Linked DNA regions of Mus musculus: regions 2 and 3 are each linked to region 1. Evidence: chromatin contacts called from public HiChIP or PLAC-seq and promoter capture Hi-C data. All regions are on one chromosome and are shown on one strand. Each heading gives the region's core, a stretch centred on a gene start, on an enhancer-like site or on the middle of the called end of the contact. The rest is flanking DNA. Distances are from core to core; before and after follow the strand shown. Region 1 holds the start of Acadl (acyl-Coenzyme A dehydrogenase, long-chain). Region 2 holds the start of 2810408I11Rik (RIKEN cDNA 2810408I11 gene). Region 3 holds the start of Fzd5 (frizzled class receptor 5).

Region 1 (2,721 bases), core at 127-2,626:
GTCAGACTAAATGAAATGACCCATTGGCACACTCAGGCCCTGGCAGCTGGATGTAAACGTTCTTGGGCTCAGCCTAGGCCTCGCTCCATAAATGCTGACTCAGACTGCCTTTCAACTGGATCGTTGGCCATTATACTCATAACCCTTTAAGAAACCCGTGACGATAAAACTATAGCTCCTGGCTCACTGACCATTCTCCAATAATCCTCTGTAAGGCAGAGCTTCTTCCCACACTTGAATCAAAATAAGATCATTTGGGGGGTTCTCTAATTAAAAAAATACAGAAATATTATTAACATAAAAAGAAATAAGAAAAGCTAGAACAATAGGAACACACCCTTTCGCAGCATCCAGCAATGAGTCAGCTGGCCTGTCCTTTGCCACCGATGCAGGTGTCTCTGTTCATCTTCAGGGTGCTCTAATTTTAAGAGCGTCAGAACATCACTTCCTCCGGAGAATAGAAAAGCATTCCTATCTTAAAGTCCTCGGAACTTTCCCAAGTCTCCTCCGGATGGATAAGCTTTACCACAGCACTGTATTGTACTTCGCAACAATGTGCTAATTAGCTCATTTAAATGTCCTGCCACCATAATTAACAAAGCTTTACACTTCCAGTCTGCTTTATCCAAGGAATGGATTTTTAGACAGGTAAAACTTGATCTCAGTATAAACACCCCCAAAAGTCTCTAAAGCTCTTGGGAGCTGCCCATTAATCCCTCTACATTTAATTAGTTTAAGGATTTAGTAATAAGTGTACAACTAATTTATCAGATGGGGCCTACGCCTGGACGCCTGAGTCGGGATGATTGAAGTTGCTCTGGTCTTCCGGTCCCCGCCTCCGCACACCAAGTCCCAAGTTCACTGTCAGGTGGCAGTCCCCAGTCTCCGTTCCAACTGGGCTAAAGGTCGCACTACTCGGTGGCAGAGCGCCCAGGGGGTGATCGCTCCCGCTAAAGCTGGGACAACACTTTCAAAGTCAGTTCACGGGACACTGTAGGACGTGGGGCGGGGCCCAGGCCTGGAGCGAGCATTAGGGGTTGCCTTGCCTTTTGGGGCGCGGCGGACCGTGGTGGGGACACCCCGAGTTCTCCACGCCACAGCGGGCAGCCCCGGGTTCCGGAGAGAAGGCCCGGTCCCTTCCTCCGGCCGCGTCGCCCCGGCTTGACCGTAGCGCGTCACACCCCATCCCCAGAGCTCCGCCGCCCCGGCTGCCGGTACCCCAGGCTGTACCCGCACTCACCGGGCGGAGGGCAGCGGGCGTGGCGCCGAGCGGGCGCTCAGGACGCGCAGGGAGCGGAGGAGCAGGCGCGCAGCCATGGCGGGATGGACGGCGGCGGACGGGACTGGCGGGCTCCGCGGCGGGGGCAGGCGGACAGAGGGGCGGCCGGACGGCGGGACGGTGGGGCGGGCCTCGGGGACAGCCAACTGCGGGCCGCAGGGCGGTGCCGCCAGCTCGGGCGGGGTCTGCGCCAGGCTCTGCGCGACGCCCCGTGCGCCCTCCCCTCCCGGCTGCAGGGCTGAGCGAGGGTTCCCTGGAGAGTCGTCCCACCCCCGCACTGAAAGGTGCATGGAGTTAATTTTCTAACTTCGGAAAGCTCTCTGAATGTCGATAAATGTATGAGTACTCACTGTAAAGGATTGTGCTGATTTGGTTTGGGTTTTTTGTTTGTTTTGGTTTTGTTTTTTTCCTTGCAAACGTTTGTAGCTACTCTTTGAAAATAAATAAGTAAGTATATTTGATAACGGAATAACAATTGGTTCAATTCTCCAATAGTACTTGAACTCGCATATGGTTGTTTCCTTTTTTTGTTGTTGTTTTGGTTCAATTCAAGGACATGTATTATTTGGGTTTATGGATTTGATGATTTGTAATGGGAAATGCCTGACAGGTTTTGAACTCTAAAGAATGTGTACATTACATCGATTTCTAAGGAGGCAAGGGGGCCTTTCTAATAACAACAGTTACGGAATCTGAAATAGTGAAAGTGAAAGACATTTTGTGTTAGCAATCAACTACTGACAGCCCACTGAGTAGGACATACAGAAATGTTTCAAAGAAAAGCTTTAGGGTTTCACGGCACCAACAATCTGGAAAACATAGTCTTTTTTTATTTAAAAAAATAATTTTAGATTACATTTCATTCATGTGTGTCGTCTGTCTGTCGTGCACTCATGTGGAGTCCAGAAGTTCCTATCAGATGTCTTCATCAATTGCCCTCCAGGTTTCTCACTGAACCTGGAGTTTATAGATTTGGCTAGCCGGTTTGGTAGTGATCTACCTGTCTTTCTGCTTCCCTAGGGCTATGTTTACAAATGCTCAGAAGAGTCGTTTATTTTCTAGGAGTAACTTGATCTGGTTGGGGGTGGGGCTGTTTGTTTTGTCTTTTTTTTTTTTTCCCCGGGTTTCCTAGTGGCAGAATTAATGCAAATGGTGTGTGTCCTTGCTCTGTTGCATTCTTGCTAAGGCTAACTGGAGGCACGTTTGTTTAAGATCCTGTTCATCTGGTTTATCATGAAGTTATTGTTTCCTTTTATAAAATAAAAACAAACAAGTAGTGTGTGTGTGTGTGTGTGTGTGTGTGTGTGTGTGTGTGTGTGTACACTTATTCCTGGGGATCGGACTCAGGCCTTACACATACATATAAGAAACAAGCTTGTAAGTGTAGGATCAGCTGTATTCTAATGATATGAAAGGTTGAACAATAACCAGGATTTCACAAA
Region 2 (2,721 bases), core at 140-2,639, 2.2 Mb before region 1:
GACCTTTCTTCCCTTCCTTCTTACTGTCCAGAATAACATAGTCTTAAATACACATGACAATGACTTCTGAACTTCATGTTCAACACTTATTTCCAGTATAAAATCTAAACTCTTGGTCTGGAGAGATGGCTCAGCGGTTAAGAGCACTGACTGCTCTTCCAGAGGTCCTGAGTTCAATTCCCAGCCACCACATAATGGCTTACAACCATCTGTGATGGGAGCCAATGCCTCTTCTGATGTGTCTGAAGACAGCCACAGTGTACTCATACAAATACAATAAATATATACATTAAAAGAAAACAACTAAACTCTTGACCTCATTGACTTTGGGGTCAGATATTTGTGTTTGTACTCCAAGAGCAGCAGTGTGAACTCGTACAGCTAGATTCTCCAAATCTTTGCTTCTCATTTGCCTAAATTTACTGGGAGCCTGGACTGCTGGACTTCAGGAACAGAAATGAACGAGAAGATTCAATTAGGGAAGATATTTAAAATCCCCAAGTGAAAAGATTGCTCTTCCTTAAAATGAACACTACCAAGCACCAACAGTCTCTGTCATTTTCCCTAACCGTGACTTCCTTTCACAGGTACTCGGAGATAAACCTGGAATCCAGACTATTCTGGCCCCTACACGAGCAGTAACCTTGTCATGTAACCTTGAGAAAGTTACTCAGTTTCTGCATGCTCCCCCTACCCTGCCACCGATCAGTAAAATCTGGGAGATCGAACATTGGACTGCTCTTTAGACTTAGCGCTAAGGGAGCTCGGTTGGCATGGTTGGCAATACTTGGTGCATGCTAAAGGTCAATTGCTCTCTACCATCCCCATCACTTAGGACTGTGGGCACCCCACAGTGTGGTTCTCTATTTTGTGGGAGAAAACTGTTCTCTGCATTGCTAGTTAAAGAAACAAAGTCTGGAAACTCCTGTCTTGTGATGGCAGAAAACAAGCGAAACCGGAGTTGCTGGCTCCCAGCTTTTCTGAACCGAGAGTTTGGTCCTTATTTGACGTACGAGGAAATTGAAGAGTGACGTGTCCTCGGGTTTCATGCAAGACACAGTCACGACTCTTTATTGAGAGTAAGGAGCGAGCCCCGGGGTTGCTATGGCCAAGTTGCAAGCGAGAACGTAACACTGGGAAGACAGGAGAAGAGCATTTAGCCATATACAACCGGCTAAGTCCAGTGCAACTTACTTGGGTGAGCAAAGGGAAGCTGTCAAACATGGAGAGACCAAACTGCTGACAAAACCAACTCTTCACCAGGCCGGACCTTCGGGGCCCGCCTTGAAGGGCGGCCTCGAGTAACAAACTGCCGCAGCTCCCCAGTAGGAGCCGGACTCGGCGCAGCTCGAGATGAATGGAAACCAGAATTCGCGCGGCTCAGCTTAAGGGACGGGGCGGGGCTTTGTGAGTCACGTGCCTGGGCCGTAGGCGGGTGCGTGGAGGGAAGTCCGGGTCTGATTGGCTACCCGTCACCAGGTGACCGCGGAGCGCGTTCCGGTTGGCAGGAGCCGGCTAGCGGCCTTCAGTTCGGAGGCGGCGACGGAAGGAGGAGGAGCTCCGGCCGCGCTCTCGGCCCGCAGTGGCTGCGTCTCCCAGCGCTTGTCGGGTCCCCACCCCTTTTAAATAAGCCGGGCTGGTCGCCGCCCTCGCAGACTAGTCCGCTGTGGGGAGGCGGCGGCGGCGAGCCGGCGGGGGTGCGGCCGAGGCCGGAGCCCTGCCCCGGGCTGGGCGGCGGGGCGGGCGGGCGCGCAGCGGGCGCGGCGGCGAGTGCGGGCGGGCGCAGCCCCGCTCTGCCCGGGGCTGCCGGCGCCGACCGCGCCATTGTTGGGGGAGGGGGCGGGCGCGGAGTCCGGGGCGAGCGGAGGCGCAGGCGTCGGCCGAGCGGAGCGGACGCTCCCCATGGGGAACACGCTGACCTGTTGCGTGTCCCCCAATGCCAGCCCCAAGCTGGGCCGGCGCGCGGGGCCGGCAGAGCCCGACTACGAGTCCGAGGTCTACGAGGCGGCGGCCGGGGACGCGGTGGCGGTAGCGCCGGCGCCCGCTGCGGCCGTGGAGCCCGCCGAGTTGGATTTCGGAGCCGGCGAGGGCCACCACCTGCAGCACATCAGTGACCGAGAGATGCCCGAAGGTGAGGAGGCAGCGGGCGCGTCCGGGCCGTGGCGCACCTCTGGCCTCCACCGACTCCCTGGGTCCCGCTGGGAGGCGGCCGCCGCCTCGGGTTCCTTCCTGCCGGGATTATTCCTGGCGCAGGCCTGGACACCGGGAATGAGGGCTGTGGCTCGTGTTCCCACCCCTTATTCTTTCTCGGCCACGTCTGGCCAGTTTCTCTCCCACCCCTACGCCCAGTTCTTCACTCTTCCCATTCTCTCATTCTGACCCGGGACCCTGTACCCGGCACCGCTTCCTCTTTGTACTGCTGTGTACCGTCCAGTGGAACTTAAGACTTCAAGAGACTATAATTGCCCCTTTTCTTAATAAAACTCCCAGGTACCCCTAACCTCAGAATAGCCATCCCATCTCTCTGTCCTTACTTAGGCAGATGGTACGTAAGGTAAGAGCATAATGTTCCTCTTGCTCTGAACGAGTTGAGTAACTGATACTAGAGCAATCTAGATTCAGCATGGTTAAAGATTTCTTATTTACGTTCAAGTAGAGATTGCCACCAAAATGTGTATGGTATTAAGTAGGATTTTGAAAGTAGCCTCAATAATAAAGGTT
Region 3 (2,721 bases), core at 83-2,582, 2.1 Mb before region 1:
GTCCTGCGTGTCATGGTTGAACTGGTTGGGCATGTGCGTCAGGTTGTAGCCGATGCCTCGGCACATGGGCACCGTGATTTCCTGGCACACCGGGGCCTTGGAGGCGGCCGCTGCCCGGCCCACCAGCTGCGCCAGCAACAGCAGCAGAAGAGAGGGAGGCGCAGACGGGTCGGGTCGAGCCATCGTCTCCTTCTTCCCTTTGCCTCCCGCTGCCTGAGAGGGTCTGCGTTGGCCGACGAATCTGCGGCCGGGGCTTCCCTCTCCGGAGTCTTGAGTGTGACGCCCGGGCTGGCAACCTGTTGGTTTCTTTTTCTCTTAAAGAAATCCGTCCAAAGATAAACTGTTTCTGGAAGGCGCTGCCTCCGCCGGCAGCACTCAGTTCCACACCAGATAGGGCTGGAGGGATGATTAGGGCTCCGACTCCAAGGACAGAACTCTTAAAAGAGAAGGTAGGGGAAAAGAAAAATCGCAACCACTCCTCTTAGAGGAGCGCCAACCACTTGGTCTCCGCAAACCAGCTCCAATCTCAAGATTAACTCCTTTCCTCCCCTCCTCCTAGAACCAAACTTCAGACGCCCCCACCCCCTCCACCCCACTGCCCGCGCCCGCCTCTCTTTTCTGGCCCGGCCCTGCAGGCTGTGCCTGGGGCCAGAGAGCTCAGTCCCCGAGATGGGGGCAGAGGAACCGGGTGAACTGGGAAGACGCGGGCTCTCACCTCGGAGGATCCTGCTGGGCGGCAGATGTCTGCGACCAGCCGGGCTCCTCAGTCGCGCGACTCCGAATCGGGCCAGAGCTGGGAAAGTTTAACGACAAGCTAGGTACCTGTGGCGGCGACACATGGCAGCAGGTGGAGGGCGTTTCAGAGAGCAGGGCGCCCCTCGACCATGGGCGGCGCGGGCCGGTCACTCGCCTTCTCTTCCTTCGGGGCCCCCTGCATGATTCGGGCAGAGCAAGGCAGGGGCAGGCCGTGCCTTCCACCGGCGTCCCGGGGCCGGGACGAAGGGCAAGGGCGCCGGGCAGCACTTGAACTGCGCGGAGGGGTGCGGCAGCCGGAGGGGACCCCGCCACCTCACAGCACAGCGAGCAGCCAGCGCTGGTCGGGCGGGGACTGCATAGTCCGCACCCGCCGCCGCGTCCCGCCAGCCGCTCGCCGCCTCCCCTGCAGGGGGCTCCGCGCTCCAGCAGACTCCGGGGGGCGGTGGCGGCGCTCTCGGGACGCGCCCCGCTCGGCTCCTCCCCCGCGCTCTCGCACTCTTTCGCCCACCTCCAGGGAGCTCCGAGCTGTGCGCGACGGCAGAGGACAAGTCGCGGCCGCAGGCTGACTGCCCTCTCCCGCCCCGCCCGGGTCACCTGCCTCTAATGCCCGCCGGGAGGCCCCGCCCCGGGACCGCCCCTCCCGCCCCCTCCCGCCCTGCCCCGAGCTGGGCCGTCCCACGAATCGCTCTCCGGGTCCCCGCCCACCGCCCCGCTGTCCTGGCCTCTCCGCGAGCGCCCCGCGGCCCCGCCCGGAGCGGGCAGCGGAAGAGCGTCGGCCAATAGTGGACCGGGAAGTTACGAGGGCGGGGTCAATGCTAATGAGTCCTCCCAGAGAACCCGGGCGGGAAACCTGGCCCCAAGTCCTTCTGGAGTTCTCTGCGGTGGTTCACCAGGATGGTGCTCACTTTCCTGAGGGCTCTGTTCTCTGAACGCCGGCTTCCAGGGCCTCCACCAGGCCACCTCTCTCCAGCTGAGTGTCCTTATCGAGGTCTGGCGCTTGTTTAAAGGGATGAGAGGTCAATTCGGTTGTGCCACCTGTCCTCTTTCTAAGCTGCCTTGTGCTAGGTGACAGACGTGCTAGTACTTAATGAGCAACCTCGTGTTAGTTAATCGTTTACACCTTGATACGCGATCTGGATACCGTAGGATTCTGAGGCCAGAACACCTCAGAACTTGACCTACACAGCTGAGCTAACAAGACAGCAGAGACGTTGACAAACTTGTGCCCCTCCCTGTGCGAGCTCCTGGCACACAATAGGCGCTCTGACCTGGAATCCCAAACCAGAAGCTGGGCAGCAGAGTTCACAATCTTTACCACTCACCCCTCCCTTAGAAATATCGATATTTCCCAGGCTTTGCCCTTTTATATATAACAAAATCTTGTCCTTGTGACAAGAGAATGAATTTCTTTCCAGTTTTGGAAGTCTCTAGAGACGTTAGTCCTTAGCAGTTGCGGTTTATAATCCCTGGCAGATCCGAATTTGCCCACAGAGAAAAACTCTTGAACTGGAGCAGTGTACAGCTCAGGGTGCTTGGTCCCCCAGGGTTGGCTGCTGTGCACTCTGGCGAGGTTGAGACCGGATAACCGGGGCGTACTGGGGCAGTGGGAACCGTGAAAAGACCTGCTGCGCACAGTCAACGCAGGGACACGCAGTGGCGCTCTCCTGATGGGTTAGTATACTCCAAGTTTTAAATGTCCCACAAATGCCTCTCTTCTACGAGTTCTAATTAGGCTGGGAGACCGAGGTGTTTAGCATGCTTGAAATTCGTTCACACGCTTATGAAGAGGCTTTAAATTGTAGACTGCTCCTTCACTCCTCCTTCCGCTGGGGGAGGGGAGTGGGAGGGATTTGAAGTAGGGGAGGGCATAGGAGTACTTGAAGGACTCTGAACTGGCCTCACTGACTGAGATCTGTTGGGTTGTTATTGTCTTCTGTGCCGTCTGTACGGGCTGAAAAGCCATCT

The links. Promoter capture Hi-C pulls out the DNA fragments that hold promoters and counts their contacts. HiChIP or PLAC-seq counts read pairs in DNA pulled down with a chosen protein or histone mark.
Region 2: a contact with region 1 is called in a promoter capture Hi-C map of pre-B cells. The contact joins the promoter of 2810408I11Rik here to the promoter of Acadl in region 1. A contact is called at or near these places in 2 of 39 promoter capture datasets (the C10 cell line and pre-B cells), 1 of 484 Hi-C or Micro-C datasets (B cells) and 1 of 115 datasets of contacts at active chromatin or transcription factors (astrocytes).
Region 3: an H3K27ac HiChIP or PLAC-seq map of large pre-B cells shows a contact between it and region 1, with 4 times the contacts expected there. The contact joins the promoter of Fzd5 here to the promoter of Acadl in region 1. A contact is called at or near these places in 4 of 39 promoter capture datasets (the C10 cell line, embryonic stem cells and liver) and 2 of 115 datasets of contacts at active chromatin or transcription factors (astrocytes and large pre-B cells).

Annotation. Positions count from the first base shown.
Region 1 is chr1:66,861,933-66,864,653 of GRCm38.p6, forward strand. It overlaps Acadl (acyl-Coenzyme A dehydrogenase, long-chain), which reads right to left and starts at 1,377. Exons shown (of 11, transcript NM_007381.4): 1 at 1,241-1,377. The coding sequence starts at 1,317.
Region 2 is chr1:64,689,270-64,691,990 of GRCm38.p6, forward strand. It overlaps 2810408I11Rik (RIKEN cDNA 2810408I11 gene), which reads right to left and starts at 1,390. Exons shown (of 2, transcript NR_038009.1): 1 at 1,195-1,390. It overlaps Ccnyl1 (cyclin Y-like 1), which reads left to right and starts at 2,076. Exons shown (of 10, transcript NM_001097644.1): 1 at 2,076-2,131. The coding sequence starts at 2,122.
Region 3 is chr1:64,736,418-64,739,138 of GRCm38.p6, forward strand. It overlaps Fzd5 (frizzled class receptor 5), which reads right to left and starts at 1,333. Exons shown (of 2, transcript NM_022721.3): 1 at 716-1,333; 2 at 1-436. The coding sequence starts at 183.